2 separate regions of the Mus musculus genome follow, and region 1 is linked to region 2. Evidence: chromatin contacts called from public promoter capture Hi-C data. All regions are on one chromosome and are shown on one strand. The core of a region is the stretch at or near the end of the contact, and the rest is flanking DNA. Distances in the headings are between cores, read along the strand shown. Region 1 holds the start of Kcna7 (potassium voltage-gated channel, shaker-related subfamily, member 7). Region 2 holds the start of Pth2 (parathyroid hormone 2).

Region 1 (2,718 bases), core at 219-2,718, 220 kb before region 2:
TAGGGTGGTAGGGGAGTTCTACCACTGCGCCACATAACCCCCAAGTCACTTTGTGCAGTGCAATGCAGATGGTCTACCACTGAGCCCGGCACCAGTCCCTCACCAGGAAACTCTGGGCAGGTTGTCTACCTCTGAGGGAGATCCTCACTCACTGTCTGTTTCCAGGCAGACTCTCTCATACAGTAACCCACACTGGCTTTCAACCCGTGGCAATCGTTCTGTCTCCTTGCTAGGATTCTCGTATGAAGAACCATACCCAGCTTACATCTTTGTTTTTTTTTTTTTTTTGTTTTGTTTTTGTTTTTGTTTTTGTTTTTAAAGGGCTTCCATCCTCCTGCCCCTTGCCACACCTTCTGACTGGCCAGGTCTTCCCAGGCCCCGCCCTGGACCTCCCCAAATCCCCGCCCCTCACCGGGCCAGTAGCAGCGGCTACGGGCGCGAGCCCCGGGTCATCGCGGTCGTCGCGGAAGTCTGGCAGTGTCTCGAGGCAAAAGACCACGATGGAGACCAGGATGACGAGTACGGAGACCACGGCGAGCACGCGCGCAGCCTGCGAGCTCTCAGGAAATTCGAAGAGCAGCCAGAGCTGACGCGCAAAGGCGCGGCGGGGCAGCGGCCGCTCGGGCGGCACCGCGCAGCCCTCGTCCTCCCGCAGCCGCGCCAGCGCCGCCGCGCCCAGCCCGTAGAAGGACACCTCCTCCAGGAAGACGTCGAGGGGCACGTGCGCCGGCCGTCTCAGCCGGCCGCCCGACTGGTAGTAGTAGAGCACCGCATCGAAGCTGGGCCGGTGTCGGTCGAAGAAATACTCGCGGCGCGCGCCGTCGTAGAAGCGGCTGCGGCGCACCGGGTCCCCCAGCAGCGTGTCCGGGAAGCGGCCGAGCGTGCGCGCGCGGGTCTCGAAGCGCAACCCGGCCACGTTGAGCACCAGCCGCTCGCAGCAGCCGCAGGGCGGCGGGCACCGTGGCTCCATGGCGCGCACAGCCCGGGCGACCGGTGAACGGACGTGTGGCCCCGACGCCGCAGCCACCCCAGTCGGGTGTCCGGTGTCGGCGGGTAAAAATAGCATGGAAAGTCCGGCCAGGGCGCGGGGGAGGGGGCGGTGTTACCCCCGCGGGGCTAGGGGCGCCCTCTGCCGTTCCCACACCTGTGGAAACACTGCCACCCGGCGCTTTTCCGTGGATCTCTTGAGCTTTCCCTTGTAGTCATCTATTTTATTTGTTTGGCTTTTGGATTCATGACCCGAGGTCTTATGTAGCTGAACTGACCTTGAATTTATGATCCTCCTGCCTCCACCTCCCAAATGCTGGGATTGCAGGCGTATGGCATCATGGCTATTTATTTGTTTGTTTGTTATTTAGACAGTCTCCTCAGCCTGTCATTTAAGCTGACCGCGAACTTGTGGCAATCCTCTGCCTCATCCTTCGGATTGCCCGGGTGACAGTCATGAGCCACCCGAGACTATCTGCAGCATCAGTTTCCCTTTTCCATTTCCAGTCTTTCTGTCTCTTGTCCATCCTCCTGGAGGGTGGGGGGTGTATCCCCTTAACCAGTTGTCCACATCTTGCTCTCTGCTGGGAGCCTCTGTATCTCTCTGCCTTTTATTATTTTTTTCCAGACACTGGGTTTGGGTATGTATGTCAGACTGGCTCAGTATTGCAGTACTCTTGCTTCTGCCTCCCGATTGCTGGGATGACAGATGTGTACCACCACATCTGGATTTGTTGCTGGCTTTCTTTCTCTCCTAGTACCTTTCAATGAATGAACATCGTTTTGTGTGTCTGGCCTCACGTGTTTATTCCTTTGTGTCTCTAATTACCATGCCTAAGGAGCTCCGCAGCGGCCCTGGTGCTTGAGGAGTTCTTGGAGCCTCTTTTGCAACTGTAAACTGTTGCCCATGTGCGCCGGATCCTTGGCCACTGAGAGTCCCGGAGTTTGAATTTAGACTTTATGTAGGTGTTTTGAGATTAATAAAACCTGGGCTGAAGCCAAGAATGGCGCCAAAGGAGGCGGGACTTGCCTGGAAGGGTCTAGAGTCGGCCTGGAAGATGCGTAGGGTCACTGTCGGGAGCCGAAGGACAGACAGAAGATGGCCTTCCAGCCACCGGTGTCTAATGACACTAAGTAAAAAATAGTCCCTTCTTATGGGGTAGGGTGTTATAGTCACTTTCGGGGAAAGGGATCTCGCGCGCCCTCTGCCGGCCGGATGGAGACCTGCACCAAGAGGTCTCCCAGCTAAACCTGGCCTTTCCCTTCCCAGCTTTCTTTTGGGGACTTCTGAGATCCTCCTGCCTCTGCCCTCCCCCCGCCCCCCATCGCCCTAAGTAAGTTGTGAGAACATGGGTAGTGTCACACGCCTTTAATCCCAATACTCTGGAAGCAGAGGCAAGCCAACCTGTGGATTTGAGGCCAGCCTGGTCTGCCCATAAATTTCCAGGCCAGTCAGGGCTACATGGTGGGATCTTGTCGTTTTGTTGTTTTTTATTTTTTCGACAAAGAGTTTCTCTGTGTAGGCCAGTCTGGTGAGATCGTGTCTTTAAAAAGTCTGGTCATGGGCTGGTGAGATGGCTCAGTGGGTAAGAGCACCCGACTGCTCTTCCGAAGGTCCGGAGTTCAAATCCCAGCAACCACATGGTGGCTCACAACCATCCGTAACAAGATCTGACTCCCTCTTCTGGAGTGTACTTACATATAATACATAAATAAATCTTTTAAAAAAAA
Region 2 (2,744 bases), core at 165-2,664:
CTCGGTCCGCCTCCAGAAAATGCAAATTTTGGAGGGCGGTCTCCTGGACCCCACCCTCCTCTTCAGACCAATCAGGGCGCGGTCCGCTCGCTCCGCGGGCTCTCCGAATAAACAGGTGGGGACTGCGCCTCCCCGAGCCGCGGGCTCTGCTTAGTTTCCTTATCCGGCACCTGCCGCGGTCCAGCTCGGAACTGCTGGAGCCCTCCCCGGCCGATAAACACGAGGCCCAAAAAGGTTATGAAATCCCGACCCAGCAGGATATGGTGACGCTTGCCTTTAATCCTAGCACTTGGGAGGCAGAGGCAGGCGAAGCTCTCGAGCTCAAGGCCAGCCTGGTCTACAGAGTGAGTTCCAGGACAGCCAGGGCTACACAGAGAAACCCTGTCTCGGAAGAATAATCCCTCCCCCCCCCCCAAAAAAAACCGGACCAAAACAGAGCTGGATCAGGGACCCACGGGCGAGGGAATCCAGAGAGAACAAGAGTCTCGAGGCAGATGACCCAAGAGGGAACCCGGAGAAGCGAGGATGCGGAGGGTCCCGGTTGCAGTGAGGCTGTGGGGCCCCCTCCCCACACACCCACAAGAGAGTGGCGCAGCAAAGAGGCGCAGTCGCAGTGCGACAGGCTCTTTATTAGGCTCAGGGCGCGTCCAGTAGCAACAGCTTCTGCATGTAAGAGTCCAGCCAGCGGCGGCGCTCCAGGGCGGCCAGCAGGCGCGCGCGCTCCCGAAAGGCCGCGTCGTCAGCTAGCGCCAGGCTGCGCCGAGACAGGGGGCTACCCAAGCCCGCCCAGGCACGACCCGGGGCGCGGAGGCTGGGGGAAGAGAGATGTGATTGCGCGCTAGGCCCCACAGGCCACCGCGGGTCCCCACTGCAGTCCGACGCTAAGCACCCCTGCCCTCCCCAACTCCCCGCATGCGGTATCTTGCCTTCCTTTGGGGCGGGGGGTCCTCTCCTCCCTTCTTTGGGTGTCCGGGACCTCACACCTACCTGAACACACCAGCGAGGGGCAGGGCAACACCTGAGGCAGGGCCAGTGCCCCAGGGCACAAGCAGTAGCAGCAGCAAAAGCAGCAACAGCCGCTCTCGGGGGCTCCTGGACATCTGGCAGGTCTCCATCACCTGTGGATACAGGGGCCAGAATCTCAATGTCATCATCCCGCCCAGAAGCCTAGGGCCCACAATCCAACCCTGCCACCAGCCTCCTACAGGACCCCCTACCGTGCAGTGGGCTCAGGCAGCTATGCTCACGCCCCTTTTATATACCCTCACAGCCCCCGCGGCGGCAGTGACGCAGGCCGGGCTGGGGGCGCGGGGTCACTCCACCCCACGCTCATTAGGAGCCGCCAGCGGTAATGAGAAGCCTGGTGGGGCCCTGCGCTGCCGTGGCCAACACCAACTAATTGGGACCCAGAGCTAGTACTGAAGAAGGGGGGGTGGTGGTACAGACAGAGAGGTGGACACAAGGGGTGTGTCAGAGGGATAAAAATAGAGACTGGAGAGGGGGACCATCAGAGCACAAGTCGAGAACACAAGAGAGAGGCAGGAAAGAGAGCAGAGGGACACAAGGGAGAAAGACAGAAAAGAAATAACCTCCAGACAGAAGGGCAAAGACAAGATGCCTAGGAAGGGAAAAGCAAGAAGGAAGAGAGGAAGGCTGAGAAGAGAGGGTGTGGAAAGGAGCTGGTCAGGAGAGAGCCAGGGACAAGAGAGAGACAGAGAGAAAGAGAGACAGAGAGAGACAGAGACAGAGAGAGAGGCAGGCGGTGGTAGTGTGCAAACAGGTGAAGTCACCACCGTGAAATGGGACACAGGAGGCCCTGGGCTTCCACTGGGAAAAGTCTTTCCCTCCCTACAAGGGACATGGGGGTATGGTGAAGATTAGGGCCAACCATTCATACCTGGCATGTTTCAAGGGGGCTCCCAAGGCCACCCTATGGTGCCGTACACTCAGGAGGCAGAAACAACCACTGCAGATTTGAGGCCTGTGTATGCTACATATTAAGACTGTCTTAAAGAGGGGTGGGGTGGGGGTAAAGAGCAACACCCTCTTCCCGTATCATGGGCAAGGGAACAGGCCCTGGATTCCTACCTCCACAGAGATGAGGAGCCAAACTTGGAATCCCAAACAGAAAGGTGGTCCAGACAGGGCCCCCCACTTCTATGTTCCGAAAGCCTGGATTCCTGGATTCTTCAGTCTGAAGAGAGCAGTATGGCCTGGTGAGGTTAGACTAAAAAGGTACCAGGGACTCAGATCCTTAGATTTGAGTGGGGAGTGGGAGAGGACATAGAACTCATTTTTACTTACTTTGTATTTTGGGACAAGGTTTCTCTGTGTAGCCCTGGCTGCCCTGGAACTTGCTCTGTAGGCCAGGCTGGCCTAGAACCCAGATCCACTGGCCTCTGTCTCCCAAGTGCTAGGATTAAAGGTGTGCTCCACCACCACCCAGCTGGATTTTGTGTCTGTTGGGTTGATAGTTTTGTTCTGTGTGTGTATATTTGACTGGTTGGGTTTTATTTTTGTTTTAGAGTTTCTGTAGCTCAGGCTGTCCTGGGTCTCACTAAGTCACCCAAGCTTGCTTTGAACTCATAATCCTCTTGCCTGTGCCTTCTGCGAGCAGGGATCCCAGGCCTGTATCATCACACCATGCCAAACCCTCACTGCAAAGAGATCACAGCTTGGTCCAATTCTAACTTCCTTTTCTACCTTATCGATGAGATCCTATGTCTCTGTCCCTTTAAGAATCC

The links. Capture Hi-C pulls out chosen DNA fragments and counts their contacts.
Region 1: a promoter capture Hi-C map of pancreatic islet shows a contact between it and region 2. The contact joins the promoter of Kcna7 here to the promoter of Pth2 in region 2. A contact is called at or near these places in 4 of 39 promoter capture datasets (the C10 cell line, cranial neural crest, embryonic stem cells and 1 more), 1 of 15 datasets of contacts at CTCF or cohesin (large pre-B cells), 7 of 484 Hi-C or Micro-C datasets (the G1E-ER4 cell line, bone marrow-derived macrophages, embryonic stem cells and 2 more), 4 of 115 datasets of contacts at active chromatin or transcription factors (bone marrow-derived macrophages, embryonic stem cells, large pre-B cells and 1 more) and 5 of 9 other capture datasets (adipose tissue, embryonic stem cells, liver and 2 more).

Annotation. Positions count from the first base shown.
Region 1 is chr7:45,404,710-45,407,427 of GRCm38.p6, reverse strand. It overlaps Kcna7 (potassium voltage-gated channel, shaker-related subfamily, member 7), which reads right to left and starts at 1,468. Exons shown (of 2, transcript NM_010596.2): 1 at 413-1,468. The coding sequence starts at 1,066.
Region 2 is chr7:45,179,665-45,182,408 of GRCm38.p6, reverse strand. Pth2 (parathyroid hormone 2) reads right to left here and starts at 1,414. Exons shown (of 3, transcript NM_053256.2): 1 at 1,218-1,414; 2 at 988-1,118; 3 at 571-811. The coding sequence starts at 1,115. The coding sequence ends at 637.